Regions from separate parts of the Mus musculus genome. Here region 1 is linked to region 2. Evidence: chromatin contacts called from public HiChIP or PLAC-seq data. All regions are on one chromosome and are shown on one strand. The core of a region is the stretch at or near the end of the contact, and the rest is flanking DNA. Distances in the headings are between cores, read along the strand shown. Region 1 has its middle 16 kb from the start of Rnf222. Region 2 overlaps Ccdc42 (coiled-coil domain containing 42).

The links. HiChIP or PLAC-seq counts read pairs in DNA pulled down with a chosen protein or histone mark.
Region 1: an H3K27ac HiChIP or PLAC-seq map of heart atrium shows a contact between it and region 2, with 4 times the contacts expected there. The contact joins two enhancer-like sites. A contact is called at or near these places in 3 of 39 promoter capture datasets (the C10 cell line, hippocampal neurons and pre-B cells), 1 of 484 Hi-C or Micro-C datasets (embryonic stem cells) and 1 of 115 datasets of contacts at active chromatin or transcription factors (heart atrium).

The regions. Positions count from the first base shown.
Region 1 is chr11:68,869,231-68,875,582 of GRCm38.p6, forward strand. No RefSeq gene overlaps it. Among named protein-coding and RNA genes, the nearest start is that of Rnf222, 16 kb to the right of the region's middle. Within about 2 kb of position 2,766, at least 138 of the 459 cell types and tissues checked have an H3K27ac peak or open chromatin away from gene starts, as enhancers often do. A contact at or near this core is called in heart atrium, where this site is marked.
Region 2 is chr11:68,597,393-68,603,979 of GRCm38.p6, forward strand. It overlaps Ccdc42 (coiled-coil domain containing 42), which reads left to right. Exons shown (of 7, transcript NM_177779.3): 7 at 258-559. The coding sequence ends at 335. Among named protein-coding and RNA genes, the nearest start is that of Ccdc42, 14 kb to the left of the region's middle. Within about 2 kb of position 4,884, at least 77 of the 459 cell types and tissues checked have an H3K27ac peak or open chromatin away from gene starts, as enhancers often do. A contact at or near this core is called in heart atrium, where this site is marked.

The sequences.
Region 1 (6,352 bases), core at 1,516-4,015, 270 kb after region 2:
TGAAAACATGCTGTAACCACCCTGGCTACCATCCTAGGATGAGTGCACATACCATCGCTTCCTCCCAACAAAACACATGTTACAAAGAACACAGCACAACACAGCAGAGCACTGGCAGGGAGATGTCTACTTGGTGGTGGCACATGCTTCTAGTCTCGGCATTTGAGAGCCAGAGGCAGGCAGATCTCTGTGAGTTCAAGCCTAACCTTGTCTACATAGACAATTCCAGGGCAGATAGCCAGGGCCGCATAGAGAGGGCTTGTCTCAGATAGATAGATAGATAGATAGATAGATAGATAGATAGATAGATAGATAGATAGATAAAAATATACAGACAGACATGGATACATAGATACGTTGATAAAACAAACAAACAAGTGCCGGGCATGGTGGCTCATGCCTTTAATCCCAGCACTCGGGAGGCAGAGGCAGGTGGATTTCTGAGTTCGAGGCCAGCCTGGTCTACAGAGTGAGTTCCAGGACAGCCAGGGCTATACAGAGAAACTCTCGAAAAACCAAACAAACAAACAAACAAAAGATGTCCACACGCATATACTATTACAAGCCTAAAAGCATGTGCAAGGGTGGTAGCCATGCAACAGACAGAGGAACCTGAAGGCCAGAAGCTAGCCAAAGCAAGAGTGCTGTGCCTCTGAACTCCAGAAAGGCTCCTGGGATAGAGGTTCTATCTGCTTCAGCAACCATATGGCATGGGCTAAAGAGAAGACGATGTGTTGAAGGTGGTACATTCACAGAACATTTAGACGCAGACCTCACAGTCCAGGGAGTAGGCAAACCAAAGCATTGCCTCACCCCAGCCCAGCAGGAGAAGGAGAGAAGAACTGGAAAGAGCAGCTAAGTCACTTCACCATAAAGAGAAAGGGGGCCTGAGGAGAAAGGACTCCTCCAAGTCCAGGATGTCTCACCCTCCTCCCTGGGAAGCCTCAGTATGTTGACAACCTCCTCCAGGCAGCAGGACCGAGAATTCTTCAATGGGTCTTCCAACCACACAGCCTCAACAATCTATCTCCTAAGAATTCATTCTAAGGAAATGCCGGAGCTGGTATGTGAAGATTGTATGTTTAATGGTGTTTTCTGCAGTACAGCTTACTTTTATAGACTCACACTGAAAGCCTATCACTACCCACAAATCAGTTTACTTTACCAAGCCATGCATGCTACATCCACACATGGGATATGGTACAGCAGTCCAGGACAGGGTGGATATTTGTGAATCAGCATACGATGACTCAAAAGACATTAAATGCAAAGAAGTTACAGGACGGTAAGTAGAATTCAACATTAAAAAATTTATTGAAAGTGTGTATGTCAGCTGGGTGTGATGGCTCATGCCTGTAATCCTCACACTGGATGGGTGTGCACAGGAGGAGTCAGGGTTCAAGGTCAACATCATAGCCTGTCTCAAAAGCATGTGTATTTTGAGGCCAGGTGAGGTTGTTGGGAGCGGGTGAGGCTGCACACACCAGTGATTCTAGCACCCAGAAGGCAGAGGCAGGAAAATCAAGACAGACCCAAGGCCAACCTGATCTGCATAGCAAATTCTATACCAGCCAAGACTAATAGATGTGAGCCCCTGGCTCAAAGGGGACTGACTGGGGGGGGGGGGGGGGCTGGAGAGATGGCTCAATGGTTACGAGAACTTCTGTTCTTGCAGAGGGCTGGGTTTGCTTCCCAGCACCCACATGGAGGCTCACAAGTGTCTTTAACTCCAGTTCTAGGGGATTCAAGTGTCTAGTCTCTAAGGGAACCCATGGATGTGTGCACATACACACCCACAGACATACACATAAAAATAGATAAAATGTCTATGTTTGTAGGTCAAAGTGCTCATATTTGAGGATATACTTATACAAAGATTGTCAGTGTCTCTGCATGGATAGCTTGTATTTTATCAAATAAGATAGTATCATGGAAAAAGTATGTCTAGTTCCATTTAGAAAACGAAATAAAGAGAGCCCCAAGCCTTGAGAAACACAACCTCCTTACAGTGTAGGAAACACTTTCATAACCATTGTCCTACAAGCTCTGGACGAGTTCAAATAAAATAAAAATACTTCGCCATCCATAGGCAAGAAGACAGAACGAAAGAAGCCGCTGGCCCGTCAGGAGTTGAGCGATTTAGAAGCAGCCAAGACTTCAAAACAAGCCCCTCACTTGTTCAGTCCGGCATGACATCATTGCCTCACCCTGATTGTCTCTCCATCAGCCCAGATAAACTTGTCTGAACCCAAAAAGCTCCCCGCCCCTCCAAGAAATACTAGCAGGCGGCCAGGAAATAAAAACCAAATCAAGGTGATCAGGATCCAGATGAGGGAAGATAACTGTGTTTTCAGAAAAAAGGCACCATAGCAAATGCCTAGTGTCACCTATCACAGGGACATAATGGCATTCATCCTAACTGGCCACCATATGGGCAGAAAGGGTTCTCAGACACCAGAAGCCTCCACTCTGGTGTCTCTCAGGCCACGCCCAAGCCCCCCACCCATTCCTTCCCCTCCCTCACTCCAATCCCCCAAAGTTGCAAGGCACCTGGTCCTGGCTCCTCAGCTGATCTGGTTCACAGCAGCACGTGGGGACCACCCGGGGCCAGCTGGGAAAAAGCAGAGGTCAACAGGAAGAAGGAGACTCAATCATGTCTGACAAAAGAGACTCTGGGACAGGAAGTGAGTTTGAGCCAGGAAGGCTGGGGCCTGCTGTCAAGTAGTGAGGCAACCCTGCCAGCCTTGTTACTCAGCTGGAGTTGAGCAAGACCTGGGAGCTTGGGCAAGGGAGTAAGAAATGCCAGTCATAGCTTCAAGGCTCTCCACCTCTGCTGTCTGCGTGTGAACGGCTGCTTCTGGTCCTCTCACCCACTTCTCCCCTCTGTCCCTAAGGACGAATGAACGCTGGCTAACTAATTTAGTGGAGGAGACAAACAGGTGCCAATGTTTTTATGTCTACGCCGGTGCAATAACACAGCAAGTAAGAGCTCAAATTAGGGGTTCGTGGGTGTGGCTCAGTGGTACTCTACTTGCCCAGCCTGGGTAAGGCCCTGGGCTCTGTGGCCAGTGCTCAAAACCAAAACAAACCAGAGAGAGAGAGAGAGAGAGAAGAGAACACAATCTTAAAGGCAGAGAGCTTAGACTTTTCATCCTTGAACCTCGTTTTCCCTCTTAGGAATTGGAGCTAACACCAGTGCTGACTCCTGCCACTGTTTGCCGCTCAGATGGGATAATGTGTATAACTACCTCCATATAAATCCCAAGATCCAGTGAGTCCCTTGAGCTGTCAGCATTGTCCCCTTCCTGCCTTTCCAAGGCTGGTCCATTCCCTAAGTCTTTATCAGATCACGTAAGCCATCCACGTCTCTTGCCTCCACAGTGACTGCCGTTCTCCTGTGCCCATTAGTCTTACCAAATAGAACAGGAGCCATTAGTAAAAGTGGGCACGGATAACACGTTAAAGTTATTGCCTGCTCCTGTCTAGTCTACAAATGTCCGTCTTATGGAAAACAAAATAACAATGCCTTATCTGTTGTTAACAACACAAAACAAGAAGCTTCCCTGGGAAGTCATTTCCCATAGGGGTGTCTTTATTCTCAGAGAAGGCAGGTTTTGTACATACTTGTCTCTAATAGGTGCCTAGGAGGGGCCAGCAAGTACTGGAAGTTAGTCTATAAATATTTGTGGCTCTCAGTGATCTGATGGAAACATGGCCCTATTTAAACCCAGTCCTAAACTGTGAACTGACCTCAAGGGGACAGGATACCTCAGACAGATAGGCAGACATGTAAGGTTACAGAGAGAGGGGTTTACTATAGAACTTACTAAGGAAGTATAGTCTTGAGTGACAGTAAAAACTATAGCTGGCAATCTGGGTCAGAAAGAGGAGTATACTTGTGGGCTGGGACAAAAGTGACTTCATCCTGGCTGGAACATACCTGGTATCTCATAACAAAATATCAAAGAGTCGGGTGTATTCCTGGGGCCAGGGTCTGGTTGTTCAAAGCCCCATATTTGACTTTAATGGTTTTATCTAGTTGTGGTTTGCTGGGAGACCATACAGGAAAAACCGGCCAGGGTTACTCAGGGGCAATCACGGTGGCTATGACTCAAGATGGCTGTGGTCATGTCAAACAAACCCATACCGAAGCACACAGACAAGCTGTACCTGAGCTGAGGGACCCACTGCAACAGGACTAGGGTTTTGCAGGTTGAGGCAAAGCTTTTCATGAAAGCAAGACAAGGCCCCCTGGGCATACTTTAAAAGTGGTTCTCACAATCCCAGAAAGCTCTGAAAGATGGGAAAGGCGTGTGTGCCTAGTCAGGTGATGCTGTGCATTTAATCCCAGCACTTGGAAGGCAAAGGCAGGCAGATCTGAGTTTGAAGCTAGCCAGGTCCACAAAGTGAGTTCCAGAACACGTAGGGCTACACAGACACGCCCTGGAGAGAGAGAGAGAGAGAGAGAGAGAGAGAGAGAGAGAGAGAGAGAGAGAGAGAGAGCTGAAAACTGCCAAGCTGCCTGAAGGCCTCCATCATCTCCACCTCCAGATGAAACCTGCTTAGCCTGCTAAACTCAACTCCCCCTCAAATCATGTTTATCACCTGCTGACCAATAGCCTGGCCCCTGGCTCTCTGCCCCCATCTCCCTGACCCCCTTCTCAGATGATGACGGTCCTGACAGCTGAGATGGCCTCTACTTGATGAGGACCCAGTCCTTGCTTCCTGCAGCATACCTCTCCACCAGAACTGTTCATCTGGCTCCACTCTCCAAGCTTCATCGAGCTTTACTGTGTGCTAGGCACTGGGTGGGGTTTAACCCATTCTGATTTAACGTCAAGACACTCTGTAAGGCCAAGGGTATTCTCATTTACAGATCTGAAAACTGAGCCCCAACATGTTCACAAAAATTGCCCAAGGAGACACCACTCAGTTGATGGATTCAAAGTAGCCATTTGCATTTATCTATAAGATTGTGTTAGGGCTGGAGAGTTGGCTCAGCAGTTAAGAGCACTTGCTGTTCTTCCAGAGGACTGATGCTCAGTCCAGCCCCGACATAGTGGCTCATAACCCCCTGCATCTTCAACTCAGCCCTCTGTGGCCTCTGAAGGCACAAGCAACACACAACAACAACAACAACAACAACAACAACAACAACAACAATGAAAGGAAAACAGGTGGTGGTGGTGCAAGGCTTTATTTAATCTCAGCACTGAGGCATATCTCTGTGAGTTTAAAGCCAACCAGATTTACAGAACTAGTTCCAGGATAGCCAAGGCTAAAGAAACCCTGTCTCAAAAATAAACAAACAAACAAATACATAAATGGAATTAGGTTTGCTCCTGGATGCGCCTGGGTGTGAGTCCCTCTCACCCACTGCAGCGCAGAGACAGGACTTCGCACAAAGAGCACACACTAAACTCAATTCTGAGCATAAGTCATCAAAAAAAAAAAAAAAAAAAAAGGGAATTTGTTTAAAAGGCAGAATCGGGCCTCACTTGACAGCTACAGAATCAGAATTTACATTTTCACAGGAAAACCAGGGAATGGGCACGTTTTTCATAGTTAGAGGCCACCACAGGTGCACACTGAATTGAGTGGGGTGGTACTCTAGAGGAGTCCAAAAGCAAAGCAAGCATAGAAAAACAAAACCCCAAACTTCACAGGGTTCTTGATTTTGAGAATTTCACCCCTGGATGTAGCAGAGTCAAAAACTAGAACTAGGAAGCTCTCCACACTCTGTTCAATGTCAACATTCTAGAAATGTCAACAAGACCTTGGACTAAGATGGAAATATGGACAGCAAAGAGCTGTCTTTAGAGCGCCACCTGCTGGTTCTAGTAACGCATTTCTGCTAGGGTAACCCAGCAGCTCTGCCTCTAAGCCTTCTATAAATAGTGAATCCTTAAGAGTCTTTCTGGGGGGTGGGGTGGGGGGGGGTGTTGTTATTTATGCTTCTTCAACATTCATCATTCCTTTTTCCAGTGACTGGTTCAGGCAATTCCTTACTCTCTAAATAACAACAGTGGATCACTCCTCATTTGCTTAGCCCCTCCGCATCTTCAATTCGGTCCAGTTCATCCAGGCCTTTTTACTAGAGCGAAAAGTTTTAGGATTTAGCTAAGAAAGCCTTCCGACTAGTCAAAGTAGTAACACACCTCACCCTCGGTGTTCTGACTAAGAAAAAAGACATAAAGATGTCAAATTGGTCCCAGCAACCAAACTTTTTAGCAGTCACATGGACACGTCCCTCGTTGTCTTATGTTTATAGCAGTCTAAATCAGGAAGAGGCAGGCAAGGAGGCACATGCCTCCAATCCCAGCACTTGAGATGCTGAGACCAGAGGATCTCT
Region 2 (6,587 bases), core at 3,634-6,133:
GTTTTGAAGGCCACGCCCCTCCCCCCTCCTTTAAGTTGCTTCTGTCGTGTATTTTGAGCACAGTGCCCAGAAAAGTCACTAGTAGATCTGCTAAACCCGATTCTTAAGGTCACCTAGGACATCTGTGAACCGAGGCAATGCAGCAGCCTCTGGAAGTCAAGGATGAGGGCAATGAGGTCCTTCCAAGGAGATGCTCCATCTTAGGACTTGGGCAGTGTCGGCTGGGTGAAGCCAATGTTGTCTCCCTGTCTTGATAGATCCAGCAGTTTATACAAGACCTGTCAGACATCTGGACAGAAGTAAAGAAGAAAGAACAACAGCAAGTCCGGATGTAAGGAAGTAACATGCTTCTAGAATGTTCCAAGACACTTGAGAGAAAAGACCTAGGAAAGAGAAGGTTCCTGGTGAGCCTGTGGTCTAGTCCCCCTAGTCCAGCTGTTGAAGACCAACTGCTTCCTGATGATGAACCACCTCCCTACCTCCCCCCCCCCGCCCCCCGTTGGCTTTCCCCTCCAGCCTCAGTTTGTCCCATCCCTAAAAACATTAAATGTTATAAGAAGTTGGCTCTGAAATTACTTCTCCTTTCGAAAATAGGTTAATAGGGAAGAGCCAATGAGGGGAGAGACCCACAAGCACCCCATCTAAGAACAGCTCACTCTCAGCTTTCTGCTCTGGCAGGGCTGCTGGAAAGCCAGATGCCACGCCTTTCACTGGGTATCTCTGGGGCTTTAGACCAGCAAGCACACCCTGTCTCAAGAGATTAAGGTGGGGAGCAGGACAATTACTATCTTCCCCTGGAGTCTGCACATGCACAAATAGGTACATGTACTGGCACAAATATGCTTACAACACACATGTATACATGCATGCACATGTGTACATACTCCCATGTACACACACACACACACACACACACACACACACACACACACACTTGAATAGTTATTGCTTTATAATCCGGAGAGATGACTCAGCAGTTAAAAGCACTGGTTGTTCTTCCAGAGAACCCAGCACCCACCCGGTAGCTCACAATTTCTAGTAACTCCAGTTCCAGGGACTCTAACACCCTCCTCAAGCCTCTGCAGGCACCACACATGTCCATGGTTCACAGACATGCATTCTGGCAAAATACATAAAATAATGTTTCGTTTTTCAAGACAGGATCTCACTATGTAGCTCTTGCTGTCCTGGAACTCAGTCTGTAGACCAGGCTGGCCTCAAACTCATAGAGACCTGCCTGCCTTGTCCTCCCGAGTGCTGAGACTAAAGGTGTGTGCCACACTCTACCTGACTTAGATAAAATTATTTTTTTAAAATGTGTCACGACCACATGCTTTCTAGAACCTGAGCTTCGCTCATTCTCACTATCAGTTCATGATACTGTCCGTGTCAGTTAGTATTCAGCCACATGAGGACACTAACGTAAGATTAAATATTACTTAATCAAAGTACTTGGGCCAGGTGTGGTGGCAGACTCTTTTAGTCCCAGTATTGGGAGCCAGAATTGAGCCAGTCTCTGTAAGTTCAAGGCCAATATAGTCTACATAGTGAGACACCTCTACACACACAGTCCCTACTCCACCATTTTAGGAACAAACCCAAGAGTTGAGATCGTAAATGTTTCACATTTGGGTATTTTTTCAGATTATGGAATACTATCATAGATAGATAGATAGAGATAGAGATTTTATAGGGATGGGACCCAAGTCTAAGCATAAAATATACTTGTTTTATATATGCTTTGCACATAGTTTGAAGACAGTTTTATTCAATATATGGATATTTGGTTTTTCTAGACAGGGTTTCTCTGTGTAGTCCTGGAACTCACTCTGTAGACCTGACTGGACTCGAACTCAGAGACCAGCCTGCCAGCCTCTACCTCTCCAGAGCTGGGATTAAAGGCGTGTATGATCACCACCCTCAGTATTTGTCATAATTTTGTGTGGTCCATCACACCAGGCCAGACGTGAAATTTTACACTTACACGGTCACATCCATGCTTAAAGAGTTTTCCATTTTGAAGCCCTTTCGATTTTGAAGTGTCCAATTGAGGATGTTCAGCCTGAATACAGATATGTAAAAGTGGACGCAGGAAACCCTGAGTATCCATTTATGTACAGCCACATATACAGCTTCCTTACAGGAATTTACCTGGGCTGATCATTTACATCTCATGCTGATGCCTGAAGTCAGAGGGGGCAGGTAGCTGGGAGACAAAACTGGGGAGATGGCTCAGTGCATAAAATGTCACCAGGGCATCATGAAAAGGCTCAGTGCTGTGCTGTGCCACTGCTGGGAAGGCAGAGGAGGAAAATCAATAGGTCTTGCTGGCCAGAAGGTTTAGCCAACTCAGTGAGCTCCAAGTTCAATGAGATAGCCCACCTCCAACAAAACAAACAAACAAAACCAAGGTGGGTGGGGCCGTAGAGATGGCTCCGCAGGTTAAGTCACCTGCACCTAGACTGATGGCCTGAGTTCAATCCGTGGCACCTATAAGGTGACTTTTACACACATATGCTAGTGCATGCATGTGTATACATACATGTGTGCATATATAACACACTAATAAATTAAAATATAGTAAAGAAGTAATTTAAAAATATGTAACAGGAAGCAATTGAGGTCAACATCTGGCTTTCATACCAATGCACATGTACACACACACAGGAACACACATACACACATACACACACACACACACACACGCACAGGGAAAGTTGGGAAGATCAAGAACAAGATAGAAATCTCATGGCTTTTATCCTGAGGACAGACAGAAACCTATATCAGTCCTTGTTGCCTCTTTACTAGCTGACAGGGGTGCCTTGCAGAAGCTAAGTCTTTGGTCACAGAACTAAACACCCTGGCCCAGGGCAGGAGGAAAGCCCGAGGAGGATCCGCCAGATTCGGAAGCAATTGTACACCCTACCACTGAGGCAAGTTACCAGAGAAGCAAAAACTTATGTGAGCCACAACATAGCTGCCTCTTCTCCTCAGCCCCAAATCACCCATGGGAAGCCATTCATGACCTACTGTCACAGGAAACACCTGGGAAAGGGAATTCTGGGTAATGTAGCTCAGTTTAGTGAAGCTGACATGTCACAAGCCTCCACACTGCCTCTGTCTCCATAACTGAGGAAAGGGAGGCTTTCCTTTTTGAGAGAGACCTGGAGTCTGGAAGGCTGCCATAGAGCTGGCCCAGTCTAAACAAACCTCTCTCTCTGGTACAGGTTGGAGACCAGAGGGAATCTCAAACCTAGCAAGGGTTCAGTCAGGGGAGTGCTCAGTCAGAGAATGAATCATGGCTGGCCAGAAATGGCTTGAGGGAGTGGGAGGCTATGTCTCTGAAATAGCTGGGACCTGGGAGGCAGGAGAATAAATGTGAAACAGTCAGTCTGTCCAACTCCCAGATACACAACACCCTCCCGTCAACCTCCTGCTGTCCCTTGTGAGGTGGTGTTTGAGAAGCCCGGCCTGTTAGGATTACACACACTTCCTCGTGGGCCAGGCCCCTCCGCCCCACCCCCACCCCCAGTCCTATGCCAGGAGCGGGATGGAGTCTCTCTGCCTCCCTCCTTCCACTCCACAGCCTCACAGAGTCATGTTTCTGGCTTGAGTGAAGTCCGGAATCAGGAAGGGTCACACTTGGAATGCCTGTGATCACACAAAGCTCATCTTAACCCTTGCACATTCACACTTGCTTTATGCCTCAGTCTGGTATGATGGCGTTTCTCAGGTTGAAGATAACTACCCAGGCTTGGGACAGAAGGAATTCTGTGGGTCTAGGCAGATTTCTTGAATATTGGAGAAGCCACAAATCTATAAAGTTATTCCCAAACCTACAGAAGAAGGAAAGAAAACTCCAGAAGGTTTGGAGGCCTCAGAGACTCAAGCCAATGACAGGAGAGTGAGGAACAGGAGGCTGCCATGGACAGGCTCTCAAGCCCCCTTCCTAGAGACTCCTTCCCTCGCTTCCCAGCACCTTTTTCAGTCCCTCAACGCTGCTACCTAGGGTCCAGCATGCACATAAAGAAGCTCAAGTCTACCCAGCTAAAAGAGACTCAGGCTCCCAGATAGAGGAGACTACGGACCAAGAACAAGAAGTTAAGAGGCTGATTGGAGATTTCCCAGCAAGAAAAGACATGAGCTCATTAGAGCAGGAGTAACTGATTGGTTCCAGAGATGGATGGTTCTCATCAGCCAAGGCAGGAAGCAGGCCGGGCTCAGCATGTGTGGAGGCAAAGGAGGGGACGAGCCCTTCAGGGACTCATACTCTGTGCTAGGGAACCCTGTCCCCCAGAAAGACCGGTTAGCTTTTCCGCAGGGAAGGGAGTAGCTAAGGGGAGGGGGAGGTATGTGAGAGCTCAACCTCCAGGCAGCGGGGTGGACATAAGCCCCTGTCTGCCCCACGTGTCAATCACAGACACAGCCGCTGGTGCAATCAGTCAAAAGCCCTTCGAGGTGATCTTGGATCACCCTGGGGGACAGTCCAAGAGACCCTGTGCCAATGAGATTATCCCTCGGTCTCAGGTCTTTCACACTTTTTTTTTTTAATCCCCATCCCTGCTGGCTTTTGGACTCTAGAACTGTCTCATTTCACATCACATTAAAATTGGTTGCTCAGAGAGCTAAGACTGCTTCTGCTTCTGGTCTTTTGAGCCTTGGGATATATTCTGGCATCTTCTGTGTGCGCGAGCAGAGTGCTGAAGGCACTCAGAACCAAAAGAGAGCAGCACCTCCAGCCCCACCCCACCCCCACCCCCACCCCCACCTCCTGCCCCAGCATCTCTTCTGGAAGAAAAGAGCTGTGATACTAGCCAGGCCAGCCTGGGCCTCAGCTTCCTCTCTGCAACTGCCAAGAATCCCCTCTGCCTTAACCTTTGAAAGGAAGAAGTAGGAAGTGTGGCATAGGGAATACGCCAGGCTCAGAGACATCCAGGGGGTGACATCATCCTGGGGAGTGGGACAGGAAGTAGCTGTTTTAAGAATTTTATGAGGAAAAGACCAGCATCTGGGAACACCCATCAGGAAGACAGCCAGCTGCACCGTGATGCAAAACTGATTCTATTAGTTCTGTAGTCTGTGTCACGGCTTTCAGAGTTCTAAACCATCCCCTTGGTGTCTCACAGGAGTGAGTCTGGAGTCCCTGTGACATGACCTGGGTCCTACTCAGCCACTCTTGCAAGACAAAATCAACGTGTTGACCAGCTGGGCGCTCATCTGGAGCTAGGGAAGAGGGGAGGAGGTTGGGGGGGGAGGGGAGGGGGACGGGACAGGCTACTCCCTCGCACATTCAGGCTGTTGACATAATGCCTTCTCTACAGCTGCAGGTCTGAGGTCCTATTTCCTGGCTGGCTGTCAGCCAGGGGCTGCGATCTGCTCCCAGAGGCCAACTGCATTCCTCTTTGCATGGCCCCCTTCATCTTCAAAGCAAGGGCACCACATGGAGTCTTTGTTGAGCTTTGAATCTGACTCTTCTGGTACCAGGCAGGGTAGCTATATCCACTTAGAAGCAAGCACTCCTGTGGTTAGATCAGGCACACCCGGATAAAGTTGCACATAACTGAGACCAATACCAGGGAGTCACAGTCCAGGAAGCCAACCTGGGATTCTGCCTACCACAGGAAGGAGTCAAGCAGGATGAGGCACCTACCCCATGTCCATAAGCCCAGCACTAGGGAGCTTGAGGCAGAGAGACTGTGAGTTCAAGGCCAGCTTGGACTACACAGTGAAATCCTGTCTCAGAAAGAGGACAAATAGAGAAGATGAAGGGAGAGAAATGGGATAGTAAAGTCAAAATAGCTGGAAGAAGGAGAGGGGGCAAGGAGTGGCTACATAGTAATTAAAAGTCACAATGAGGCACAGACATATTAAAGCTCTTAATTGTGCCTCACCTTGATCCTCCATACCCACTAATAGTCACTCACATTCCTTCTCAGTCCCCAGCCTCAGAAGAGGATCTTTCCCTCTGTCAATAATTTTGCCTTGTCTGGATATGCCATTTGACCTAGAGTCACCCAGTGCCTGGTATTTTTGTGTTGACTTAGTGTGATATTTCCTAGGATAATGATACACAACATACCATGTACCACTACATCACTTTTTTTTAATTATTTTTACATGAGTTACATTAGTATGAGTGTTTTGCCCATGTATATGTCTGTGGACAATGTGGATGCCGGGTACCCAAGGAGGTCAGAAAAGGGTTTTGTATCTCCAGAACTGGAGTGATGGAGAGTTGGAAGCTGCCATATGGGTACTAAAAACAGATTGTGGGTTCTCTGCAAAGCAACCAACACTCTTAACCTAGGAGCTATCTCTCAAGTCTCCACAGTTCCTCTATATAGTTGAAATAATAATAATTCATTGTGTGGGCTATTATGCCTCATTAATTCAACAGTCAGTTGATGGACATTTAGGTTGCATCACATTATGGCTATTTTAAATAATGCAGCTTCATATGCATGGGCATATTTTTATTTCTTTTGGGTGTCTACCTAGTAGTTGCAATTGCTGGATTGGATGATAACTCTGTGTCGAACTTTTGAGAGACTACCAAATGGCATTGCTGTGAGGAGCGGGTGTGGCAG